Linked DNA regions of Mus musculus: region 1 is linked to region 2. A link is a contact called in public HiChIP or PLAC-seq data. All regions are on one chromosome and are shown on one strand. Each heading gives the region's core, a stretch centred on a gene start, on an enhancer-like site or on the middle of the called end of the contact. The rest is flanking DNA. Distances are from core to core; before and after follow the strand shown. Region 1 overlaps Zmynd8 (zinc finger, MYND-type containing 8). Region 2 overlaps Ncoa3 (nuclear receptor coactivator 3).

Evidence for each region. HiChIP or PLAC-seq counts read pairs in DNA pulled down with a chosen protein or histone mark.
Region 1: a contact with region 2 is called in an H3K27ac HiChIP or PLAC-seq map of trophoblast stem cells, with 10 read pairs. The contact joins two enhancer-like sites. A contact is called at or near these places in 1 of 39 promoter capture datasets (the HPC-7 cell line), 4 of 115 datasets of contacts at active chromatin or transcription factors (differentiating embryonic stem cells, embryonic stem cells, extraembryonic endoderm stem cells and 1 more) and 2 of 9 other capture datasets (adipose tissue and liver).

What each region holds. Positions count from the first base shown.
Region 1 is chr2:165,863,681-165,870,860 of GRCm38.p6, forward strand. All of the region lies in intron 2 of Zmynd8 (zinc finger, MYND-type containing 8), which reads right to left. Among named protein-coding and RNA genes, the nearest start is that of Gm11465, 14 kb to the right of the region's middle. Within about 2 kb of position 3,446, at least 108 of the 459 cell types and tissues checked have an H3K27ac peak or open chromatin away from gene starts, as enhancers often do. A contact at or near this core is called in trophoblast stem cells, where this site is marked.
Region 2 is chr2:166,064,867-166,071,941 of GRCm38.p6, forward strand. Ncoa3 (nuclear receptor coactivator 3) reads left to right here. Exons shown (of 23, transcript NM_008679.3): 18 at 892-1,185; 19 at 2,696-2,779; 20 at 3,463-3,682; 21 at 4,339-4,513; 22 at 4,945-5,086; 23 at 5,266-7,075. The coding sequence ends at 5,277. Among named protein-coding and RNA genes, the nearest start is that of Gm52534, 52 kb to the right of the region's middle. Within about 2 kb of position 5,280, at least 20 of the 459 cell types and tissues checked have an H3K27ac peak or open chromatin away from gene starts, as enhancers often do. A contact at or near this core is called in trophoblast stem cells, where this site is marked.

The sequences.
Region 1 (7,180 bases), core at 2,196-4,695, 200 kb before region 2:
ACAGAACTAGCAGCTGCCATTCCAGAGGGCCTGGCAGGCAGACAGGCCACTGGAGAAAGTACCCACTCATCCTATGTGCCTGAGAGACTCTATGACCTTATCCAAGTCAGTGAGAGGCCTTGGACATTCTCAAGTCTGTAGTATGTACACAAATTCAGATCGAAGCTAATTCCTTTCAGGATCCTTTGAGGGAAGCATTGACTTTGGAGCCTACGGGAGTCTGCAAGTTCATTTGGATTTGTTTATGTTTTGGGGTGTTTTTAGTTAGGGCTGTTTCTACCATGCTGGGGATTGAATCCTGGAACACCTACTTTCCCACCATGCCACATTTCCTCCTGATCACAAGACAGGTATAGGTGTAAACAAAAGGCTAGAGAAGCACTCATTAGACACACACACATACACACACACCACAGGGACAGAGGGGACACGCCTAGGTATCTGGAGATACAAGAAAGGGAAGAAGAAGGTGGTCCTCAGAGACCAGCATGGCAGGGTCACAAAGACAAGAGCAGGTAACAGGACCTGCAGGCAGCCAGAGGAGGGCCAAGTGCTCAGGAACACTGTGATTTGAACAGGGAAGTGGGGGGTTAGCAACACAGGGAAAGACCTTAAGTCCCTGCTCCAAAGCCCATCTTCAGGGAAGAGAGAGTTGGCAGAGCACCGGTGATCACTGGGAAAAAGGAGGGGCCATGTCCCAGAGAACAGTGACTCTGGAGGGACAGAGAGGCTGACCATTTCAGGGACAAATTATCGGGGCCTACTAATTACTCACAGGCACTAGATTTTGCTAGAGAAGAAGCCACCTCCCCAGCCAAAAGGCTGCTTTGCCTTTGCCTTCATGATCTAGGGTAGAAGTTCCAACCATCGGACAAAGTCAGGCTCAGTGTGCCTATTGTGTGTGCACGGAAAGAGAGCCACAAAAGGGTGCAGTCTCAACTGAGGCCTTAAACCTGGAGGGGGAGTCAAAGAGATGCAGGGGGAAAGGGGGGACAACTAGGATGGCTCAGCAGGTAAGGCGCATGCCACCAAGCCTCATCAACCTGGGTTCAATCCGTGACCCACCTGGTGGAAGGCAGAACTGCCTACCAGCTCCCACAAGCAGGCCGCCTGACTTTCCCATGTCTGCACACACAAAATAAACAATCAAATGTAACCCTTAAAAGAAAAACTAAACCTGGAAAGGAGAGAGGTTGATAACACCTGAGAGCCAGAAATGGCTCTCAAGGGAATTTGAAAGGTCAGTTGTGAATCGGGCACAGAGGGGAGCAGGAGAGCAGTGAGCCCAGCAGGCCAGGGCCAGCGATGAGGGTTGCAGCAATGGGCCCATCAATAGTAACCAGGGAGGTTTGCCAGTACACAAGGCCATGGGCCAATCTCTCTCTCTCTCTCTCTCTCTCACACACACACACACACACACACATACACACACACACACATACACACACACACACACACACACACACACACACACACACACACACACATAGAGGAATGCTCCAGAATGTTCCAGGCAACATCATAAGCAGATATGACTCTGTCTTTCAACCAAGAGATGAGCTCAGCCTTTCACAGACAGCAGAGGCCTGGTACAATGGGTTTGCTCTATAGTTTCAGCTCTCTGGAGGCTGGGGCAAGAGGATCACATGAGCCCACAAGTTGGTCTGGGATGTAGCTCAGTAATAATATTTGCCTAACACGTAGAAGGCCTCAGTACCACCACCACCACCCCACCCCCAAGTACCTCAGGCTCTCTTGCCCAGCCTCAGAGCACAATCCCGTAATCATAGATACTCTGGAGGCTAAGACAGTAGGATTCCAAGTCAAAGCGCACCTGGCATTCAAATGTTTAGGTTACAGATCCCACAAACCTCGAGAGTCCAACCTGAGCAACAAGACTCACTCCCAGAGCCGGGCATGGTGGTGCACGCCTTTAATCCCAGCACTCAGGAGACAGAGGCAGGCGGATTGCTGAGTTCGAGGCCAGCCAGGTCTACAAAGTGAATTCCTGGACAGCCAGGGCTACACAGAGAAACCCTGTCTCAAAAAACCAAAAGAGTCTTTCTTGAGGGCTGGAGAGATAGCTCAGTGGTTAAGAGCACTGACTGCTCTTCCAGAGGTCCCGAGTTCAATTCCCAGCAACCACATGGTGGCTCACAACCATCTGTAATGGGATCTGATGTCCTCTTCTGGTGTGTCTGAAGACAGTGACAGTGTACTCACATACATGAAATAAATATGGCTGGAGCAGGGGCCAGAGTGAGTGAGGCCGGAAAAAAAAACAAAACAAAAAAAAAAAAAAAAAAAACAAAAAAAACGATTACTTGAATGTCTGGTTGGTAAGAGAGGCCCAGATGCTGAGACAGGCCCTCCACTTGGTACATTTGTTCTAAGACCTTTGGAGGAAGAAAAAGGACATTCTTTTTAGGGTGGAAACACTTTGGGATGACAGTCTTCTCCATTAATAAATAAACTTCGGGGACTTAAAAGCACTAACTCCTCTTCTAGAGGTCCTGAGTTCAATTCCCAGCAACCACACAGGGTGGCTCACAACCAACCATCTGCAATGGGATCCGATGCTCTCTTCTGCGGTGTGTCTGAAGACAGCTGCAGTGTACTCATATAAAAACAAACAAACAAACAAACTGGACATTACTATGAGCGGGGCTTCAAAAATGGGGCAGGTGAAGTTTCCCTGTGTCAACCACAGAGCTCAACTGCATCAGCCGGGCAATTTTAGTGAGTAAAATCCTTGCTAAACAACGAGGATGGGAATCCAGATCAGCACCGCCCCTGTAAAGAGCAGGTTGTAATCTCCATGCTCCTGAGACAAGGACACAGCAGGGTCGCTCTTGCCAAGAGGAGGCCGCCAATCTCTAGTCTGAAAGCCATGATCAGAGCTTCAGCATTTTGGGATAATTTAGACCTGATTAGGGAGGAGAGTTCTCTCACACAGACTTGCCACTAAACACTGCAGGGCTGGCACTTCCTGGGATCTCAGAGATGTCAGAGTCAGGACAGTTTAAACTACCAACGTTTCTTGAAAGGAAACCTCACAGCGGCGCTTCTGCGCCATGGCTTAAAAGCACTGATGGTTGTTTTCTTAGAGATCCCTTGAAAATGACAGAAGGACTCTTATCTCACAGCCTTGCTCACATTCAATCCCTTTGTGAAAGTCTTAATTTACACACAACAGAGAAAGATAGAGGGTCCTGTGCTAATCAAGGTCTGGGACTATTTAACAAATTGTTCTAACTGTACTTCTCTAGCATCCTGGCTCTGTAAACACATCCACCCGCAGGCAAGTCTCACAAAGAATGACAGTGTTTGGGATTTTAATATGTTGGGCTTCCGCTACATCTGCGCCCGGTTTCCGAGGGGACCGTTCCCCTGCGTTGGTGACACAATGCAGACACCATACAGCTGCACACCAGCACTCTGCCCACAAAATGTACACGCAGCAGGATCAAGATGCAAGCGGCCTAAAGAACAGGGAGCCTCCATCCAGGGAGTACACCAGGCTGCGGCAGACTCCGGGTTTCTGGCCTCTGAGGCAGGGCCTTGTCTGACTCACACAGTTATGGCCAAACTCCTGCAAGGAAGTGTGCTGTGACCAGTCTTGCACAGAGAATGCAAAATGACAGCCCTGGGCCATTTCCGTCCCCTTGATGTGACTTTCTGGGTTCATGAACAATCTTTGAGAAACTGGTCTACACAGAGAAACATCTCTGCATCTAAATGAGCTACTGTTGCAAGAAAATGGCAGGTTCATCCCAGCAAAGAGACAGTGAGCCCAATTCCTGGCGCTGAGCAGTGAGGTAGATCCCCCACCCAACCATCAAAGCCCCCTATTTTCCCTATGCTGGCAGCCATTATGGGTATCCCTGCTGGCCCTGAAGGGATGTGACTCAGATGTTTAAAGCAAAAGACAAAACCTGATACCACACCACCCCCCAGCCCTACTTGGCCACTTCATTCATCCTCACGAGCCTCAGTGTCCTAGACTGTGAAATGGGAATACACTCGTCACAGCAGTGAGCTAAGAATCATTGAGGTGAGAAGGAAACACTGCCCGGCGCCTGGGGAGACCTCAGGAGCCGCTCACTGTGCCAGCACTCCTGGTAGATGGTGCTTCTGATTTATGCACGAATGGCTTACAGCAGACTGTCACCCTCGGTCACAAATGTCACCCTGGCATCTTGAAAGCCTGAAGGCTTTGTCTCCTGAGAAGTGCGCGCTCTGGAAAATGCCAAGGATGATATAAAGGAAGCAATAGACTCGGGAACTACCCTATTAATAATAAGTGATCACATAGGAAGAGAGCTGCTGATTGATATTCAGAGAACCTAAAAGCCCTGCAGACGAGATGCGGGAATAGGATTTGAGAATTCAGAGCTAGGTCAGCTAAGATGGCTCCGAGGGCATCTTCTCCCACCACCCAACCTGAGTTCCCAAGTCCTGAGACCCACAGACCACAGAGTAGAAGGAGAAAAAGTTGTCCGAGTAAGTAAACACACCAGGGTTGGTGGTATTTGCCTTCCATCCAACCCCTCCAGAGACCAAGTCGGGAGGACCTCACTGACCAGCCTGCTCCACATATTGAGTTCCATGCCCAGAAGGGCTGCACGGTAGGAGCCTACCTCTGAACAAAAATATAAACAAAGAATTCCAAAGTATGTTGACACACTGTCCCTACTCCCTTTAAGCATGTAAGTTCAAGACCAGCCTGGGCAACATAAAAACATCTCAGCTCAAAGAAAGAAAAGAAAGCATTAACTCTTGGAGATCTGTGGCAGGCTTGAGGAAAGCCTATGCTAGCTCTTATGTTCTTGGGCTGTGGAAATGGCTCAGGAGATAAAGATGTTTGCTGCCAAGCCTAAGGACTGAGTTCTTTCTATCTTTGGGGCCTACATAGTTGAAGAAGCAGATCTCACAAAGTCTCCTCTGGCTTTCGGTACGTACAATGTGGCACAAAGACATTCACACACATACACCAAAATCAATGCAAGAAGCCAAACTCTCAGCTGGGGGCTGAAGAGGGAGGGGGTTAGGAAATCTGAGCACCTGCCTAGAAAGCACAAGGCCCTGGGCTCAACCAGTCGCCTCTCTACCAATTCCTACCAATTCTCTACCAATTCGACTCTGAGGTCCCAGTGCCAGCTGGACTTCACACAGCATCAGGCCCTGAATAAAAGACCTGAGCTTCTCCAGATGGCCCACCTCATCTCCGGAGGAATTTGTTCTTACTTGTGGAGCCAGCCAGGGTGGGTCGGAGTGTCTAGACAGCAGCCAAAGGGCAGCCACAGGACACATGGCCTGTACCCTATTGTTCCCGAGGAGGCTGGTGAGCCAGCCAGCCACACCCAACCAACAGCCTTCCTGCCATGAGACAACTGACCACTTCTGCTGCACATAACAGAAAGAGAGAACCCACACAGGACACACACACACTTAGCAGTGGTGGTACAGGGGTTGGGAGGCGATTGGGGGGGGGGGATATGGCACACGTGTGCCCCTCTTCCTCTCTCTTCAAGTTAATTAATTACTTATCTTTTGGGGACTGAAATACTGAACATGGAGAACCACACGAAAAGTGGCCTAAAGGGACAATTAGTGTTCATAGCCTGGATCACCACACTGGGGACCTCTGAGATAACCAGGATTGGAAGAGGGATAAGCCTTGTCCCCAACACATCACAAATGTCATAGCTTGGCCACAACAGACTTCAACTCTATGAACCTCAGTGCCCCAGGTCAAAGCTCAGGCTGTAAAATCCAAATGACACTCAGGTGACTGAGAAAGAGGAGTGTCCAGATACATACTGATGTGGATGCAGAGGTGTTGTAATCCCAGCCCTTGGGAACAGAAGTCAGGAAGATCCAGAGTTCAAGGCCACCCTCCACTACAAAGCACTACAAAGTAAATTCAAGGTTAGCTTGGGTTATAGGAAACTGGGTCTCAGAAAGGCAAACTGAGGCCTCGTGTGGGAGCACACGCCTTTAATACCAACACTTAGGAGGTAATTCAAGACCGGTCTGACCTCCAGAGGACCTGACTCAAAATAATAACAATAGTAATTAATAATGAGATGGCTCCGCAGTTAAGAGCACATACCGCTCTCGCTGAGAAGCTAGGTTTAATCTGTAATACCTACAATTCATAACGGTCCCCCAAGTCCAGAGCCAGGGATCTGAAGCCCTCTCCTGGCCTTCCCAGCACACACATTTATTTGCTCATACCAAACAGACATCCACATAATTGAAAAGAAATGAATATCTTAAGAGAAAGATGCCCTTAAAACAGCAGCAACCAGAACAGGCCCCTCTCCACAAAGGAGGACCACCAAAGGGCTGGCACAAAGTCCCTTAGAAACAAGAGGGCCTCTCCCTCAGATTCTGAGCAGTGCCGGGACGAGGCCAGCAGGTCAACAGGCTGAACCACTGTAATGGAGGAACAACACTCCGTCCTTGGAGTTGTGTCCGCATGCACACACAGACAGACATTTCCCGGTTCCCAGGTAACTAACCCTGGGCAGCCCCACACAGCTTACCAAGCTGGATGGACACATCTACCTCCACAGCCTCTTCTTAGAGCAAGAACAAAAATATAGCCAGGAAGATCTCCCTGTTCTCCGTCTATCTGATCGTGGCTGGGATTTGGGGGCGCTCTCCTGTTCACATACCATTCTGAGCACCCTATGCGAGCAAAGCTCACCTGAACTTTCCCATCCCACTTAGGGAAAACTAAGCCATAAAATATAGCTCTGCTCTGGCAGGGGCAAGCAGGAACCAAGGAGTCTGGCTCTCTGGCCTGGGGTAAAAACTCTATGTAGTTGGCAGCTCCACATTCTAAGGTATGGTGCAGTGATAGGAAAACTTGAGATCCCAGCACTTGAGAGGTAGAGGCAGGAGGATAATCAGACGTTCAAGGTCACGTTCACTTTCATAACAAGTTGGAAGGCAACCTGGGATCTGTGAGACCCCACCAAAATTAAATAAATAAATAAATAAATAAATAAATAAATAAATAAAATCAAAGTTCTGAGGTCAGTGGACAAAGTACTCACAGCAAAAGCTAGGCAACCCGTAAAAAGTGCCATGTGAAAAGCCAGACCCAGGAAGGTGGATATATAACCCCAGATCATGGGGGAGAGTGAAAACAGGCAGACACTAACCAGGA
Region 2 (7,075 bases), core at 4,030-6,529:
TAAAGTGTGTGTGTGTGTGTGTGTGTGTGTGTGTGTGTGTGTGTGTAAGTGTGTGTGTGTGTGTGTGTGTGTAAGTGTGTAAGTAAGGGTTCTTAGTGTATAGAGCTCTGGTTTTGAGCCAATAGTATCTTTTCAGGTATTAAACACATTATAGCTACCAAAAAGGCCGAGAGCGTACATGTATACATGCACTTAAAAGACCCTGCTATGCATGTGGAGTCAGAGGACCACTTCCAGGAGTTTATTATTCCACTGTGTGGGAGCCACGGATTGAACTCAGGCAGCAGGCACCTTTACTTGTTTAGCCACCTGGACAACCCATAATTTATGTCAGTTCCACTATATAGAGTTATTTATTATTAAACATTAAAATAATACACTGGTTTTCTTTTGTTTTTTTTTTTTTAAAGATTTATTTATTTATTATATCTAAGTACACTGTAGCTGTCCTCAGACACTCCAGAAGAGGGAGTCAGATTTCGTTACGGATGGTTGTGAGCCACCATGTGGTTGCTGGGATTTGAGCTCCTGACCTTTGGAAGAGCAGTCGGGCGCTCTTACCCACTGAGCCATCTCACCAGCCCTACACTGGTTTTCTTTTGATGTTTGAAAACCAGAGAATCTAATTACCTACATTCATTACTACATTTCAACCAAATCACCATTCATTTTCTCCCATCCTTTTGAGACTTGGTTGTCCCATTCTACAGACATGAGTTCTGAACTACACAGGAGTACACAAGACACAGTGCAGATGCAGCTTCAGGCATCTGGGTTCTGAGCCACCACCGGTCACATGTACTGATTTACATTTTTTCCCTTGTTTGCAGCATTTGCTTTTGGTTGCTTTCTCAGGTGTAGCTAACCATTCCTTTGTGTTTGATGTTTAAGGGACAAGCTTTGGAGTCCAAACAGGATGTTTTCCAAGGCCAAGAAGCAGCAGTAATGATGGATCAGAAGGCTGCACTATATGGACAGACATACCCAGCTCAGGGTCCTCCCCTTCAAGGAGGCTTTAACCTTCAGGGACAGTCACCATCGTTTAACTCTATGATGGGTCAGATTAGCCAGCAAGGCAGCTTTCCTCTGCAAGGCATGCATCCTAGAGCCGGCCTCGTGAGACCAAGGACCAACACCCCGAAGCAGCTGAGAATGCAGCTTCAGCAGAGGCTACAGGGCCAGCAGGTAAGACCGGGCTGTCAGGGGCTCTTAGGCTGTGCTCTCCGTGGCCCTTGCCACCGGCTCTCCACTCTTTGCTAACTAAAGGAATCCCTTTTGCTTTCACTTCTCTGTAAGATTTTGTTTATGCAGACAGTTCCTTGATAAGGAGTGTGTATTAAACTTGGGTATCTTTCTATATGTATATTCTTTGCTATAACATTAGCAGTGGCAAAATGGCTCAGTGGGTAAATGTACTTTCCAAGCAAGCCAGGCAAGCCAGTTTAATTCTTAGAGCCTTGCTTAGTGCATGCTGTTAATCCTAGCACTTGAGAGGCAGAAAGAAGCACAGGTCTCTGTGAGTTCCATGGGTCAGCCTGGTCTACAGAGTGAGTTCCAGGCCAGTTAGGACAGCACAGTGAGCTGTTTGACACAGGACAGGACAGCAGGAGGAGCAGTGTGTCTTGATGGCCCTTGGAAGGCATTTCCTCAGCTTTTTGTTTTAAAGACAAGATCTTGATGATTGTCTAGGGGACTTGTAACCACTTCTGTCTCAACCTCTCCTGCCGGGATTGCAGGCATGCAATGCGTTAAGCACCCCTGTTGACTCAGTATTTTAATGGAAATCACTTCTTGATGCACTTTGGGGCCGGAGGCATGCTCAGTGGTTAAGAACACTTGTTGCTCTTGCAGAGGACCCGTGTTCAGTTCCTGGCACCTACTGTGGGCAACTGACTGTCTAACCTCAGTTCTAGGGAATCCACACCCTCCTCTTTCCTTAATCTGCAGTTGCTTTAAAGCATATTTGTATGGTTGCACGGGCTGGTGAGTGCTTGTTACCAGGTGGCAGTGAGTCACCTGAGTAGGAGAGCCCAGGAAGCCAGAGCCAGGCTATGGCAGCCCCTGCAGCAGGCTCAGAACTGGGGAAGCTCTGTGCCTGTGCGCATGGTACTATTTTATAGCTTAGTCCTCCTTTCTATTAAGTGCTCACTAGTGTCTGATCAAGTCAGAGTAATTTTGATTGTCTGAGCAACAGTCCCTGGAGAAACTTGACACTGCATTCCTGCTGCAGTTGTTTAAGCCTCACACCGAGGCAGGGAATCGGCGCCAATGTCGCTGTCCAGGAACTCTGTCCTGCGAACTTTTTTTCTATTTTTTTTTTTTTTTTAAGGTTTCTTGTATTTTTAATAGTGTCTGTGCAGTTCGTGTTTGCGCGCGCACGCACGCACGCACGCACGCACGCATGCACGCCTGCAGAGGCCAGAGGTGTGAGGTGCACTAGAACTGGGGCAGTGGTGACTGAGCCACCATGTAGGTGCTGGGAAAGGAATCTGGTCCAGTGGATGGACTGTGCACGCTCTCAGCTGTAGAGCTGTCTTCCTTCTGCAGGATGTAAACGACGACGAACCAATTCAGTTTAAATGTGGCTCCCTAGCTTGGTGGGTCTGGAGAGATCTCACTGGGTGGGGGTAGTGTATAAAGCTGATTGGGGCTCACTAACACGCTCCACTTGACCTACTAACCCAACTCTGTTCAGTTTTTAAATCAGAGCCGGCAGGCACTTGAAATGAAAATGGAGAACCCTGCTGGCACTGCTGTGATGAGGCCCATGATGCCCCAGGTACGTTCCCTGCAGAGAAGGGGCCAGTCCAGGCGGGACCCACGCCCGGCCTGGCCTTAGCTATGCCTGTTAAATAATTCTGAAGTTTTTGTAAGAATTGGTTGTCACACTGTCTCTCTCTCTATATATATATATGTATGTATATATATGTGTGTGTGTGTGTGTATATATATATATATATATATATATATATATATATTAATGTTTATGAGTGTGTTATCTGCATGGATGTCTGTATCATGTGGAGGCCAGAAAAGGACATGAGATCTCCTGGACCTGGAGGTACAGATGGTTGTGAGCAGCCTTGTGGGTGTGGGAATTGAGCCATGTCTCCAGCTCCTGTACTTGGTCTTTCACTCTCACTCTGCTTTGTCTGTGATGAGGGGCTGGAGAGAAGTGGCTACTTGATTACAACCATCAGTAAACTCACCCAGATTGATTCCCTTTGTGATGAGCTGCTGTGTTGTAAGATAACTGCCTAGTGTTTTGGGATTCTGGGACTGCCTCTGACCCTGCACAGGAAGGACGCTCACTGGGCAGCGTTTGGAAGCCACGGGTGTAAAGAACCGCTTGTGTATACTACCCTTTAGTTACAGAGAGGGCACTCTGTTCTTTCTTGTCCATAGCTGGTGTATTGTGAGATGCTATGAAATGAAGTTAATTGTGTGTCTCTTGGCTACCAGCAGGCTTTCTTTAATGCCCAAATGGCTGCCCAGCAGAAACGAGAGCTGATGAGCCATCACCTGCAGCAGCAGAGGATGGCGATGATGATGTCACAACCACAGCCTCAGGCCTTCAGCCCACCTCCCAACGTCACCGCCTCCCCCAGCATGGACGGGGTTTTGGCAGGTTCAGCAATGCCGCAAGCCCCTCCACAACAGTTTCCATATCCAGCAAATTACGGTAAACCTGTCAGATTGTGCCCTTATCAAAGTAGGGTTAGTAAGGCCCCAAGCTGCACCAGTTCCGTTGAGTGTGAAAACAAAAGTACCGCTCACTCCATCTTGTTTGCCAGGAAAACTGTCTGGAGCTGCAGGAAGCTGGAGTGTGCTGCAGAAGCAAGGAGTGTGTGTTCCCATAGCTGGACTTTTTTTTTTTTTTTTTTAGCCCCTGCAAACCCCCTCATCCCCTTATTTGAAAAAGATCACATAAACCTTCCTCTTGCCTGTTCTTCATGTCCCATGTGATATCTCTGGACACTCAAGCTTGAGGGGCAGATCCCAGTATGGGCTTCGCCATCCCTTTTTTCTGTGACTTGGGCACTTACTGTGATTATATTAAGCAGGCGGTGCTTCAGGCCCACCTTTGGGGAGGTTTTGGGACAGAGATGTGTTGTTAGAGAGTGCAGCCCTGCCCCGCCACGGTGCCCTGGATGGCATTTTTTTTTTTTTTTTTTTTTTTACTAAATTGATGACTTTGTCATCTTAGTGAGAAGCAAGAACGACAGAGCATCGGCGTGGAGCCTTTTTTCTCCTTCCTTCTCCATCTTTGGTGATTCTAGGATGCTGAAAGTCCATGGATGCTGCATTTGAACACTGATTTCTGTTCATTTCTTTAAGGAATGGGACAACCACCAGAGCCAGCCTTTGGTCGAGGCTCGAGTCCTCCCAGTGCAATGATGTCATCAAGAATGGGGCCTTCCCAGAATGCCATGGTGCAGCATCCTCAGCCCACACCCATGTATCAGCCTTCAGATATGAAGGGGTGGCCGTCAGGGAACCTGGCCAGGAATGGGTAAGGATGGGACTTACTTTTACATCCTAGTGGGGAATCCGGGAACCTGTTTCTCAGTCACACTTACTGGATGGAGAGATCATGTGCTTGGCTCTTAGAAACTGAGGCATATGGCTTGTTTTGTGGTTGCTTTATATTGTGCCATGTCTGTGAGCGCAGGCTGTCCAGAAGCTTTTCTCAGATAGGGCATGGTGCTCTGTGCCTTTAATCCCAACATTTGGGAGGCAAAGGCAGGAGGATCTCTGTGAGTTCAAGGCCAGCCTGGTCTACTTAGCGAGCTCCAGACCACAACCAGAGGTACATAGAGAGACCCTGTCTCAAACAACAACAACAGAGATGTCTGTGTTTTCTGCTCAGGTAGAGGGATGTTTGATAGAACTGTGAGAGTCTGTGTTCCCTGAAGAAGTAACACTGTTACCCTTTCTTTGCAGCTCCTTCCCCCAGCAGCAGTTTGCTCCCCAGGGGAACCCTGCAGCCTACAACATGGTGCATATGAACAGCAGCGGTGGGCACTTGGGACAGATGGCCATGACCCCCATGCCCATGTCTGGCATGCCCATGGGCCCCGATCAGGTACGGGCATCTATTCTTACGCCTCCCAGAACTGTCACAGTGGTCTGGAGATTTTAACTTGGGTATATAACTTAGAACAAACTACTGCAGTGTTTTGAAAACATTTGGCGGTGCATTCAGGAGTGTACAGACAGTGGCCGATTTTCTGCTGCGCTGACCCTGTGTTCTTCTGTTAACAGAAATACTGCTGACATCTCCCTAGTGGGACTGACTGTACAGATGACACTGCACAGGATCATCAGGACGTGGCGGCGAGTCATTGTCTAAGCATCCAGCTTGGAAGCAAGGCCAGCGTGACCAGCAGCGGGGTCTGTGCTGTCATTTGAGCAGAGCTGGGTCTCGCTGAAGCGCACTGTCTACCTGATGCCCTGCCTCTGTGTGGCAAGGTGTTCTGCCTCATGAGGATGTGATTCTGGAGATGGGGTGTTCGTAAGCACCGCTCTCTTACGTCACTCCCTTCTGCCTCGCCAGCCAAAGTCTTCACGTAGATCTAGATGGCTAGGGTTTCTGTCTTGCAGCACTGGACGAGGGGGCACAGTCTGCCTTCTCGCGTGTCGTCAGCAAGTAGTTCGTGTCGCTCTCCTGTCCAGTGCAATCAGTGTTTCTGCGCTCTTGTCCTTTACAGGTGTAGTCCCCAGAGTCTGTCGTCCTAGGTCTCTCCTGGTGAGGTCCCCGTACCCTGTAATTCTCAAGGATTTGTCATTGATGTTAAATGGCTTTGAAGAAGGGAAGATGAGATGGCAATATTGAATTTTCCCGCCCCAATGTGCAGCCAAGCGCACTTTACTGAGGAAGTCACGGAGAAATGCAATATTCCTGAGGGCGTGAGGAATGGTGAACCACATTCCTGCTTTCTGTCTGCACTAATCTGTTAGGACAAGAACACGATTGTCGTTTGTTTGTTTGTTGTTTCTTTCAAGTACTGGCGTCACCCTTTGCCTATATGGTGGAGCAATAATGCTTTGAAATAAACTTGTGAAACCCAAGGCCAGGTCCTGCACTCTGAGTCAGAAGCGAGCAGTGCTTCTGTGGACACACTTCCTTCCCTTTGTAAATAGGATCTTTAAGATATTGTATTATGTGAAAATATGTACATACCTTTTTTGTAGGCCACAGCAGCTCATTTTTACAGAGTTTGTGAAGCTAAATATTTAACATTGTTGATTTCTGTAAGCTCCACGCAGTGAGGTTACAGGCAGCGGAGACATCTGGAAGGCCCAGCCTGGGGCAGGGCAGCCTGCAGCTCCCCTCGTGTTACAGGCCTCACTCTTTAAAAAGGCTTTTTAAAGGGATCATTTGTTTAGATGTAGGCATTTAAATTTTTTAAAAATTTTCTTTACCAGAGAACTACGCACTTTGTTAATTTGTGGGGAAAGAATAGATATGGGGAAATGAGCTTTAAACGAAAACAGAAAACCGCCAAGAGTCTAAAAACAAAACCGAAGCAAATTGATTTTAAAAAGAATCTTGTGTTTTTTAAGCAGTCCATAAATTAAATGATAATAATTTTGGAAAACTGTAGCCCACTCATCATTTTAGGATCGATGTCTGTTACTAGGACCTGAGCCCCACATTTAGGTCAAAGGCCCCGGGCCCTTGCTGTGTGTGGTCTGGTGTCTGCCCAGTTCTCCTCTGGTTCAGCTCATAGGGTCTCTTACTACCTCTCCGCATCAGGGTGCTGAGCTCAGAACCAGGCCTGCCAGTGCCACTGAGTGAGAGTGACACCTTGGCACATGCCAGCCCCTCCTGCCACCTCTCTGCCTCCTCTTGGCACCTGTCCTCGTCAGTGTGAAGTAGGGAAACCAAGTGTAATGCCTTTATTTGGGTCCTTAGGTTCAAACAGTTAGATGGCATTAGGTTAGTAAACCATCTGTAGCTTTGTTTCTCCACCAGCCCTGGTGTCATTGTCCGAGATCCAGTCAATGTTTAAGAGTCACACGTTTAGCCAGTTGTCCTCCACCCCCAACCACCTCCCCCCGCCCCCCCCCC